2 separate regions of the Mus musculus genome follow, and region 1 is linked to region 2. A link is a contact called in public HiChIP or PLAC-seq data. All regions are on one chromosome and are shown on one strand. Each heading gives the region's core, a stretch centred on a gene start, on an enhancer-like site or on the middle of the called end of the contact. The rest is flanking DNA. Distances are from core to core; before and after follow the strand shown. Region 1 has its middle 7.4 kb from the start of Gm39842. Region 2 overlaps Tlk1 (tousled-like kinase 1).

Region 1 (4,857 bases), core at 2,293-4,792, 65 kb before region 2:
CTTGTAAAAACTGAGTCATGCCCCTTTGAATTTGTTCTACAGAGGGAACATGCTTCCTTTGGGACAATCCTGGAGTCACTTGTAGCCAAGCCTTGTGCATAAGATGAATGAACAAGATGGATGTTACTATTTTTAGCTGAAAGCACTTTTACAGAACACAAACTTAGGAACGACACCTAGCAGTTTTGAGATTGTGGGAACACTTGGTTCGGGTTTTAATAAGAACTATCAGTTAATTATTCCTCACATTTTCAGTATCACCAAGTTGTTAGTGTTTTGTGAGGCACTGTGGATACAGAAATAAATTACAGTTCCTAGCTTTAACGAGTCTATTATCTGGTGAGGGAGCCAGACAAGGAGACAAATTGTTACAAATTGTAACAAAGACATTTAAGTACAAGCAAAAGAATAATACTGTTCCGTTGTAGGTACATGAGGAAGGACACCAGCCCAGACTAACAGGGTGGATAGGCAGCTCCCTGATGGAATTTGATATATTAGTCTAAGCCTTGAATGTACAGTTTTAATTGACTTTGGAAGGAATGGATGATAGTCTAGGCAGAAGCGGAGACATACCCAGAGACTGAAAGGATTGTAAGCATGATATACGTCATGAGTTTTAGGTTGTTTGATGTCTGGAACATATAGTATCTGTTAGGGGAAGCAAACAGGTCATTTGTCACAGCACTTTCTTACGGCTTATCAAGGAATTTGGAGATGAAGGATGAGGGCGGCTACGATGAATTTAAAGAGTAGAAATGATACCTGCATTTGAAATAATTCTGGAAACAGACTGCAAAGTGACCTGCAGTTAAGAAGCCAGGAGAGATGAAGAAAATGGTGAGGTTCTGAGAGGCAGGAGTGGAGATTACATGGAGCACTGAAGGTTTTAACACATCGTAACAATTAAAGCACAGTTATGAATCAGGAGAACCAATCCATTCTCCCCAGGATCAGCACAGAGCACTTGAAAACCCAGCACGAGCTCACAATTTTTACATGTTGTAAGGTCAGATTGTAATCTAGTAGACAATGTGTGGAATGGTCGACAAGAGGCGCCATTTGGAAGTGTATGTTTGTTTTCTAACTAACAATGCTAACAACCTTGTACTTTGAGCTATTTAAGTGTAGTTATAGTTCTATAGGTCAGAAAATGACCTGAGAATCTATTCAAGTAGTTAGCAGCTCATTCCTTATTGGATCCTCCAGGTGAGCATCCATTTCCTTCTCTAGTTTCTGAAAGCTTCCGTCATCCCTTGGGTCTTGGCTCTTCTTCCAATCCCAGTGCTGACAGCATTGTGCCCACCATTCTTCTGTTGCCACATTTCTGTGACCAGACCCAGTAAAGGAGCTCTGCTTCTTTGGAGTTGTAGTTAGATTGCCCCTCCCCAGGTGATTCTGAACAATCCCCTCGTCCCAAATTCTGTAATTTTAACCTCATCTGGAAAATCCCGTATGTCAAGTAAGGTACAAATCCATCCGTCTGGGGTTGGAGGCATTGCTATCTTAGTAGAACTGTTAATTTGCCCACAAATAGATTAAAGCAAGCAAACAAACAAACAAATCCGCTTAGAGTCCTTTCTCACATTATAATGAATAAATTGATAATGAATGAAGTTTCTTTACATAGACACTATCAAAACTACCAGGGTAAGAAAAAAAATACTGAAAAATGTTTTCTATAACAGGCAGTGATAATACCCAAATATCCTTAGATATAAAAAGCATCTATAAATCAATAAGACAAAATAAAAACCTAGTTAGAAAAATGGGCAAAAGATAAAACAGATGATTTAGAGAAGAAATAAAGGTAACCAATAAACAGAGGGGGAAATTAAATTTCAGCTACCATGGAGTAAAATTAAGAATTCATACAGATACAGTAGATCTTTAAATAAAAACAAGAAGCTCATGAAATATACCCAGGATAATAGTTTCCTTAGAGATGAGGTAGAGAGAAACTTTAATTGAAAACGTTAATATTATTGATAGATATCTTTGTTTCTTGTGGAGTGGTAAACTTGGAGATGCCAATTTAATCTTAAATGGCATTAACATATTGTCTTAGTCAGGGTTTCTATTCCTGCACAAACATCATGACCAAGAAGCAAGTTTGGGAGGAAAGGGTTTATTCGGCTTACACTTCCACACTGCTGTTCATCACCAAGGAAGTCAGGACTGGAACTCAAGCAGGTCAGAAAGCAGGAGCTGATGCAGAGGCCATGGATGGATGTTCTTTACTGGCTTGCTCAGCCTGCTCTCTTATAGAACCAAGGTTACCAGCCCAGAGATAGTCCTACCCACAAGGGGCCTTTCCCCCTTGATCACTAATTGAGAAAATGCCTTACAGTTGGATCTCATGGAGGCATTTCCTCAAATGAAGCTCCTTTTTCTGTGATAACTCCAGCTGTGTCAAGTTGACACAAAACTAGCCAGTACACATATGATGTGGTTACTTTGTCAACTTGATATACTCTACAATCACCTGGAAAGAAGGTCTCAGGGAGAGATGTCTAGGTCAGGTTGGACTGTAGGCATATTTGTGTGTGATGGCTTATCCTGTATTAATTGTGATGGGAAGTCCACTGTGGGCAACACAATTCTGTGGGCAGGGGATCCTGGACCGTATAGCAAGGGAAAAAGTAAAGTCATCTTTAGCAAGCCTGAATGAACTCATTGTTCTCTGTGCTAGAAGGCCCCGCCCCTATGCCTTCTCCACCAAGATCTGATAGACACTGAGCCTATTAGAACTTGCTACCATCTTGACCTCCTATATTGAACTGTTGCTTTCTCCCTTAACTTGCTTTAGTCAGTGGATTTTATCACAGTCACAGGAAAAGGAACTAAGACAATATGAATGTTTCATTTGTTTTTCTTTGTGTATTTTCAGTTTGATGTTTCTGAATAGGAAAGCAGGTTGTTAAACTTATTTTGAAAGTACTCAATAGAAGTAATTTAAGCAAACAGAAAAATCGCAGAAGGATAAGAAGAAATCCCATATACCTTTGGTTTAGAGATTTAATAATTTAATAATATTATTTTGGGGAGGATCTATTGTTGGTTCATGTGTTGTACCTACGGTGTTATATTTTTCTAGCCCCCTTTACTTTCAAGTACTAGCTTTGAGTTTGTTAAGACTAAAGGGAGTTTTCTCTAGGCACTCAGCTTCTGTGAGGAGCCAGGAGCTAGTCTCATTGGCCAGAGAGTGAGCTTTCAAAGCTGTAAGGAGATGAACTGGTTTGACAAGAGGGGGAGGGAGGGATTGTGAATCAATATGTATAAGGAGGAAAGCCAGCTGATGGGCATGCAGGAACTAGAGATCCCAGATCAGGATGATCCCACCATACTCCAGGATCAGGGACATCATCTCACTAGGATAGGGTTCAAGGCCTGGTTCAGTTTTCTTCATTTTAGTTTCACAGATGCCACCAAATGCACAGGGACTTAACATTTTCACCACATCGCTTAATTCCGTGCTCGAGGGGGATTCACACCAATCAAAGTCACCACACACAGATCAGCGCTACCTGCCCTTTCGATTCTGATCATTTCGGGATCTCAGTGGCTAGGTTTTTACATCACAGACTTTGAAGTCTTGTTTCAAGATCATGAAAGCAGCAGCAAATTTTACTGCAGACATTAATCCTCCCAGTTTCTGCGAAAACAACAGAACCAGCAGCAAGCCTTTCTTGTTTCAGTTCTAGTCCACACAGAGAGGTCCTTATGCCTATGGTTTTGCACACACTGAATTCACCCTCCCTTCAAGTCCTCGCTCTTCATGATCAGAGCTAGTCATGTTTGCAAGGCCTGAGCTCTGAACTTGCAGACATTTTCATTAGGCTTCCAGGGTTGTATCTCGTGAATTTGTCTTCTCTAGCTTTGAACTTCATGTTAAAGACAAAATTGCTTCCTCCTACCCATGTTTCCACACCCACACACCCCCTCTAACATGACAAGTGACTCATTTGTAGAATTTACATTACTAAAAATTTACTTTCAAATCTTTGTCCAAATAGTGGTCTGTTCTTTTTTTTTTTCTTTCTTTCTTTTTCTATGTCTGTGTCTGTAGGTTCCTCTGTGTGTGTGTGTGTGTGTGTACATGTGTGCACAGCTATGTAGAAGACAGAGGACAACCTCAGGTGTCATTCCTCAGGAATCACCTAGTGTTTTGTTTGGTTGGTTGGTTTTGTTTCTGAGACAAGGTATTTCACTGGCCAAGCTCTCCCAGCAAGGCTTGCTAGTCACAGACAGTGCCCACACCTCAGGATCTACCTGTCAGCCCTCCCTGGGTTAAAATTCATCACATGATTTTTCACATGAGGCCTCATATCCAAGGAGAAGTATTGCATGGACCAAACAACACTGGGAAGGGTCCCATCATCTCAGCATCTGAGTTTCTATGGCAAGAGCTACCTCTGACACTGCCATCCAGAAGGCAGACATGTTCTCTTCCTGGGTAGTAGCTCCTCTAAGTATTCATTGCCTGTGGATAATGAAATTAGCTTATAGAGAAATTTGTGTCAGCTTGTTTGTCTAATTCTCTTTCTCTCCCTCCTTTCTTTATCAAATCAAATAAAAATGTTATATGCTTGGTTCTCAACCTTCCTAATGCTGCAACCCTTTAACACATTTCCTCATGCTGTGGAGAACCCCAATCATAAAATGATTTTGTTGCTACTTTGTAACTGTAGTTTTGCTACTATAATGAGATGTAATGTAAAGAGCTGATATGTAACCCTAAAGGAGCCACAACACAGTGTAGGATTAGATTTTTCTCTAAACCTACTATATTTAGGGTTCTTGAATGCTTCAACCTCCCTTTTAGCCCACCAATCAGAGGTAGAGGAAAAGGTTTAT
Region 2 (5,029 bases), core at 598-3,097:
CTTTCCTTTCCTTTTGTTGTTTTTCTGAGATAGGATTTCTCTGTGTAGCCTTGGTTTTCCTGGAACTAGCTCTATAGATCAGGCTGACCTTGAACCCAGCACCTGCCTCTGCCTCCTGAGTGCTGGGATTAAAGGGCTGCACCTCTATGGCCAGCAGTGAACTAAAGACGTCTAAGGGAATGGGAGCATATGGCAGCGGGCTCTTGTTTTTATAGGTGCTGACTGAAACCTAAGCTGCTGAATTTACTGTTTGGAATTAATTGAAAACTAAGAATACAATAATAGATGAGTAATTTGCAGCTAGCAGAGCTAAGAACAGAATATCAATGCCTATTGAAATTGAGGATGGGAACCAAAGCCCAGTCCATTTTACAATTTTGTCTAGAACTAGTATTAGTCGAACTACCTGTTAGATGCTAAGATGAACAAGTCAACTTGTCTAAATTCATGATTTCGTTATCTTTTGTCCACTCCAGATTTTTTGCCAAACCATTTTGAAGTGATTTACATTTTATACTAGTTACTGGACTTTATTTGAAAAAAAAAGAGGCGAGTTTGCTGTTTATGGAAGGGAAAAGATTTTGTAGCTCGTGGGACAATTCACTGAATGGTTCTGAGGCTGAGAAAATGAGACTTGGACAAGGCAGGGCAACTTTGGCCAACAGAACTGTTTCCCTTCTGATTGTGGTGGTCTTAAGGGAAGCCAGCCCATGAAGCAACACCTTTCTCCTCCACCCCATGCTTATGTCTCTCTGAGAGCCTAAGCTCTCCATCTGTGGATCACCCCATGGTAAACCTCTGTCTCCAAAAATATTCACATTTGTGGGCCTGTGTACCAAAGGCTTTCCAAGGAGATCTCTGGCCCGGCCAGAGCAGCCCTGCACTGAGTCGGTTTGGGTTGGGCTGACAAGAGGCTGACTAGCCAGTGAGGAGTGTGGCGGAGCTTCAGGCAGAGCTTCGGGAGAGCAGACCTCTTCCTAAGTGTTACAGCTCTTAGGACAGAAGGCTTGGATGACCAAGTAGTTCTCTCATGCCTTTAATCCTTCCGGATAGGATTCTTATATACAGTTTTGGGGTGGGTAAGGGTCTGTCTGGCAGCAGGTACTTCTCATTGGTTTTGTCTGAGAGCTTTGGGGAAACCTTATTTGCATGTGGGAGGGCTCGGTGCGGCTCCTACATGACTGATGGCCACATACCTCTCTGTGGGGGGCTGGGGAGGCTGTAGCTACCTACTGATAGGAGCCAGGGACCCAGGAGGCATGGCAGAACACCTGCTGTCCCATGCAGGTGGAAATCACCCCCCACTGGGTCACTGGGGTTCCAGACTTTTGCTAGACTGGGGACCAGGTTGTCTGTGCACAGCCCACCACCCCACACACATTATGATCCATAACAGTAGCAAGATTACAGTTATGGAATCATGAAAATAATGTTATGATTGGGGGTGACCACAGCATGAGGAGCAGTGGTAAAGGGTCTGAGCATTAGGAAAGGTTGAGGCTGACTGTTTCTAGGGAAAGAGCTGATTGGCTTCGTTGCTGATTGCTTTTGGTTGTGTTTTCTCTTGTGTTTTTAGCTATAGGCATGGGTCAGGAGTGTGTATGAGAAGGCTCTTTACAGTGTCTGTAGTACACCAAAAATGTAAGGCAGCACAAAACAAATAACCTGATGCTTGCCTACTCAAAGTCCCAGTGGAGGTTGAGTACCTAAGATAGGAAGGGTTAATTGTGTTTGATATCATAAGACTTAAGTTTTGAATTAAAAATTTGAGACAGTGCTTTTTAGGGAGTCAATTTATATTAGATTAGCATGGTTAGATGGGGGCATCTATTGGTGAAGTACAGTACTGCATTCAGTTCTTCACCTCTGCCCCTGAGTTTTCATAGGGTCTGTGTAGCTGCATTTGGAGAACTTCTTACAGGGCCAAGTAGTTAATGTCATATGAATTCTGCCACAGTGCTTTACTTCATTCTGACATGGCACTCAAATAGCCATAGACCAACTGTCATTCAGTGTGTAGTTGGTTACATTCCAGCGAAACTTTGTTAAAATAGGTGATGGGTTAGAGTTTGATGTTCCCTTGTCTCCTGCAGATATTCCCAATAGGATTTTATGGGATAGAATGGCCTTTAATATTTTATGGTCTGATTTATGCTTATTAGCTACATAAGGACTCCTAACAAGTAATTTTCTATTTGTTTAATCTTAAGTGTGAGTGTGTGCATACTTGTGCTATGTGGCATGCCTGTGGGAAAGCCAGAGGATAACTTTGGGAGTTGATCTCTCTTTCTTATTTATTTATTCATTTATTTATTTATTTATTTATTATATGTAAGTACACTGTAGCTGCCTTCAGACACTCCAGAAGAGGGTGCCAGATCTTGCTACGGATGGTTGTGAGCCACCATGTGGTTGCTGGGAATTGAACTCAGGACCTTCAGAAGAGCAGTCAGTGCTCTTAACCGCTGAGCCATCTCTCCAGCCCCTTGATCTCTCTTTCTATCCAAGAAGACATAAAATGTGGAGGCATTTAAATGAAGAAGCAAATTCTTAAAATTTAGTTTTAGTAGTTTCGGCTTAAAAAATTGTACCTGCTAGTTATGATTCCTCAGAGATTATCAGTGAAAGCTTTACAGAATTACACATCAGTAGCTGTCATGGAAATGCAAATCAGAACTGTGATGGGATATTATCTTACCCTCATCAGAATGGCTATTCCAAAATAGCAGAAATAACATGCAGGCCATGATGGGAACAAAAAGAAAGTCTTAGTCACTGCCTGTGGGAATGCAAATTAGGGTGGCCATTATGTAAATCAGAGGAGATTCTTCAGAAAAACTAAGTCTATAGGATGAAATAGCTGTCTTGCTTCTAGAATATACCCAAGGGAAATGAAGTCAGTATATCAGAGATAAAAAAAAATACAAAGAAGTACTTTTCAATGATAAATGTGAAATCTCAGGGCTGGAGAGATTGCTCAGTGGTTAAGAACCCTAGCTACTCCACCAGAGGACCCAGGTTCAGTTCCTAGCACTTGGGCATGGCAGTTCACAATCTTGTATAACTCTAGTTCAAGAAGATCTGACACCATCTTCTGGTTCCCTTGAGGACTGCACACTTGGTACAAAACAAAGATATGCACTCACCACTCATCCACTTAAAATGAAAATAAATCTTAAAAAAAAAAGAGGACTGTTGATGGCTCAGTGGTTAAGAGAACTAGCTGCTTTTCCAGAGGACCTGGGTTGGATTCCCAGTACCCAAATGGTGGCTCACAGCTGCCTGTAACTCTAGTGTCAGAGAAACTGATGTTTTCTTCTGAACATTTTGGTGCACATACAATAAGCTGGCAGGCGCCATTTTAAAAGATAAAAACATTTGCCATTTGTGTCAAAACTGGCAGAACTAGAGGACACTGTTGGGTGAAATAAGCCAGGTGCAGAAGAACAAGTATTACACGCTCTGTGTTTTGTGGAAAGAACTACTTAGATATCTCAAGGTAAGATACTAAAGTAAGGGGAGAGGGAAGAGTAAAGGATGGACTGGGAAGGACTTGCAGCCATCTGTTCTGTGCTTTGTATGGAACTATGAGAAAGGAGCTGGAACAGGTGATCAGAGCTGGAAGTGATAACTACCCTGATTTAACTGGCATGTATTGAGTTACAGCGTTGTACCCATAAATATGTTACTTTAAGTAAAAACAAAATATGTAAGTGTCTTAGTCAGGGTTTCTATTCCTGCACAAACATGACTAAGAAGCAAGTTGGGGAGGAAAGGATTTATTCACCTTACACTTCCACATTGCTGTTCATCACCAAAGGAAGTCAGGACTGGAACTCAACCAGGTCAGAAAGCAGGAGCTGATGCAGATGGAGGGATGTTCTTTATTGACTTGCTTCCCTTGGCTTGCTCAGCTTGCTTTCTTATAGAACCCAAGACTACCAGCCCAGGGATGGCAGCACCCACAATGGGCCCTTTCCTCGTGATCACTAATTGAGAAAATGCCTTACAACTGGATCTCATGGAGGCATTTCCTCAACTGAAACTCCTTTCACTGGGATAACTCCAGCTTGTGTCAAGTTGACACACAAAATCAGCCAGTACAATAAGTAATTTTTAAAAAGCCTCTTATAGAAAGGTGTTATATTGGGGTTAGGAAAAGCAATTTTTTTTACAATATACCCAAGTGTATTTTTATTAAGATCAATTATGGAACAATAATGTACTTAAACTATCATACTATTTCAAAATATTCTGTATATAGAGAGCTTATAGATTACCTCTATTTAGTTACAGTATGGTTATTTAATAAAATGTTTTAAAGACCTAGCTGCAATCTTATTTTTAAAACCAAAGACCAAAAGTATTAAGTAAACCATTTCATGGCACAGGGTACTGTTAACATATGGAAAAAATATATATATATTAATTCTGACATAGAAGGTAAAGTTAAGAATATTTGTGAAGACATTGATAGTTTCTGTTTTTTTTTATCTTTTTTTTTTTTTTGAAATTGCTAGTTTTACTATCCAAGGAATCTGTACTAAGACTTGACATTCAAATAATTGACCTTAAATAGGAATACCTAAAGCCAGGTGCTGTGGTTTATGTCTGTAATCCAAGCACCTGAGAGGATAGGCAGGTCAACTCTCTATTATAGTCAATATAGTGGTGACGAGCCATTGAAATGAATAGCAGAGCTCAAAAGTTGCCCTCCCAGTACATAGAGAATGACCCATTATGTTTGCTTACACAGCTTGCTTGGTTACATGACTCAGCACAGCCACTCGTATTGGAATAAAGATTATACTCATGATTGTTACAGAAGAAAAATCACAAAGAATTGAGAAATGAGGGTACACTTGGTCATACCTCTTCATTCCAAAATTAATAATATTTTTACTTATCAACAAGTGAAAGGTAAATTTTTGAAAAGATATTCTGTAAAAAAGCACAAAAATTATAAGATACTTCAGCATGAACCCAACAAGACTTGACAATTTCACCAAGGGCTATAAAATGCAGAAAA

What was found. HiChIP or PLAC-seq counts read pairs in DNA pulled down with a chosen protein or histone mark.
Region 1: a contact with region 2 is called in a BATF HiChIP or PLAC-seq map of CD8 T cells, with 10 read pairs. The contact joins two enhancer-like sites. A contact is called at or near these places in 1 of 15 datasets of contacts at CTCF or cohesin (CD8 T cells), 3 of 484 Hi-C or Micro-C datasets (embryonic stem cells and nephron progenitors) and 4 of 115 datasets of contacts at active chromatin or transcription factors (CD8 T cells, embryonic stem cells and memory CD8 T cells).

Annotation. Positions count from the first base shown.
Region 1 is chr2:70,843,921-70,848,777 of GRCm38.p6, reverse strand. No RefSeq gene overlaps it. Among named protein-coding and RNA genes, the nearest start is that of Gm39842, 7.4 kb to the right of the region's middle. Within about 2 kb of position 3,542, at least 22 of the 459 cell types and tissues checked have an H3K27ac peak or open chromatin away from gene starts, as enhancers often do. A contact at or near this core is called in CD8 T cells, where this site is marked.
Region 2 is chr2:70,776,644-70,781,672 of GRCm38.p6, reverse strand. All of the region lies in intron 2 of Tlk1 (tousled-like kinase 1), which reads left to right. Among named protein-coding and RNA genes, the nearest start is that of Tlk1, 46 kb to the left of the region's middle. Within about 2 kb of position 1,847, at least 48 of the 459 cell types and tissues checked have an H3K27ac peak or open chromatin away from gene starts, as enhancers often do. A contact at or near this core is called in CD8 T cells, where this site is marked.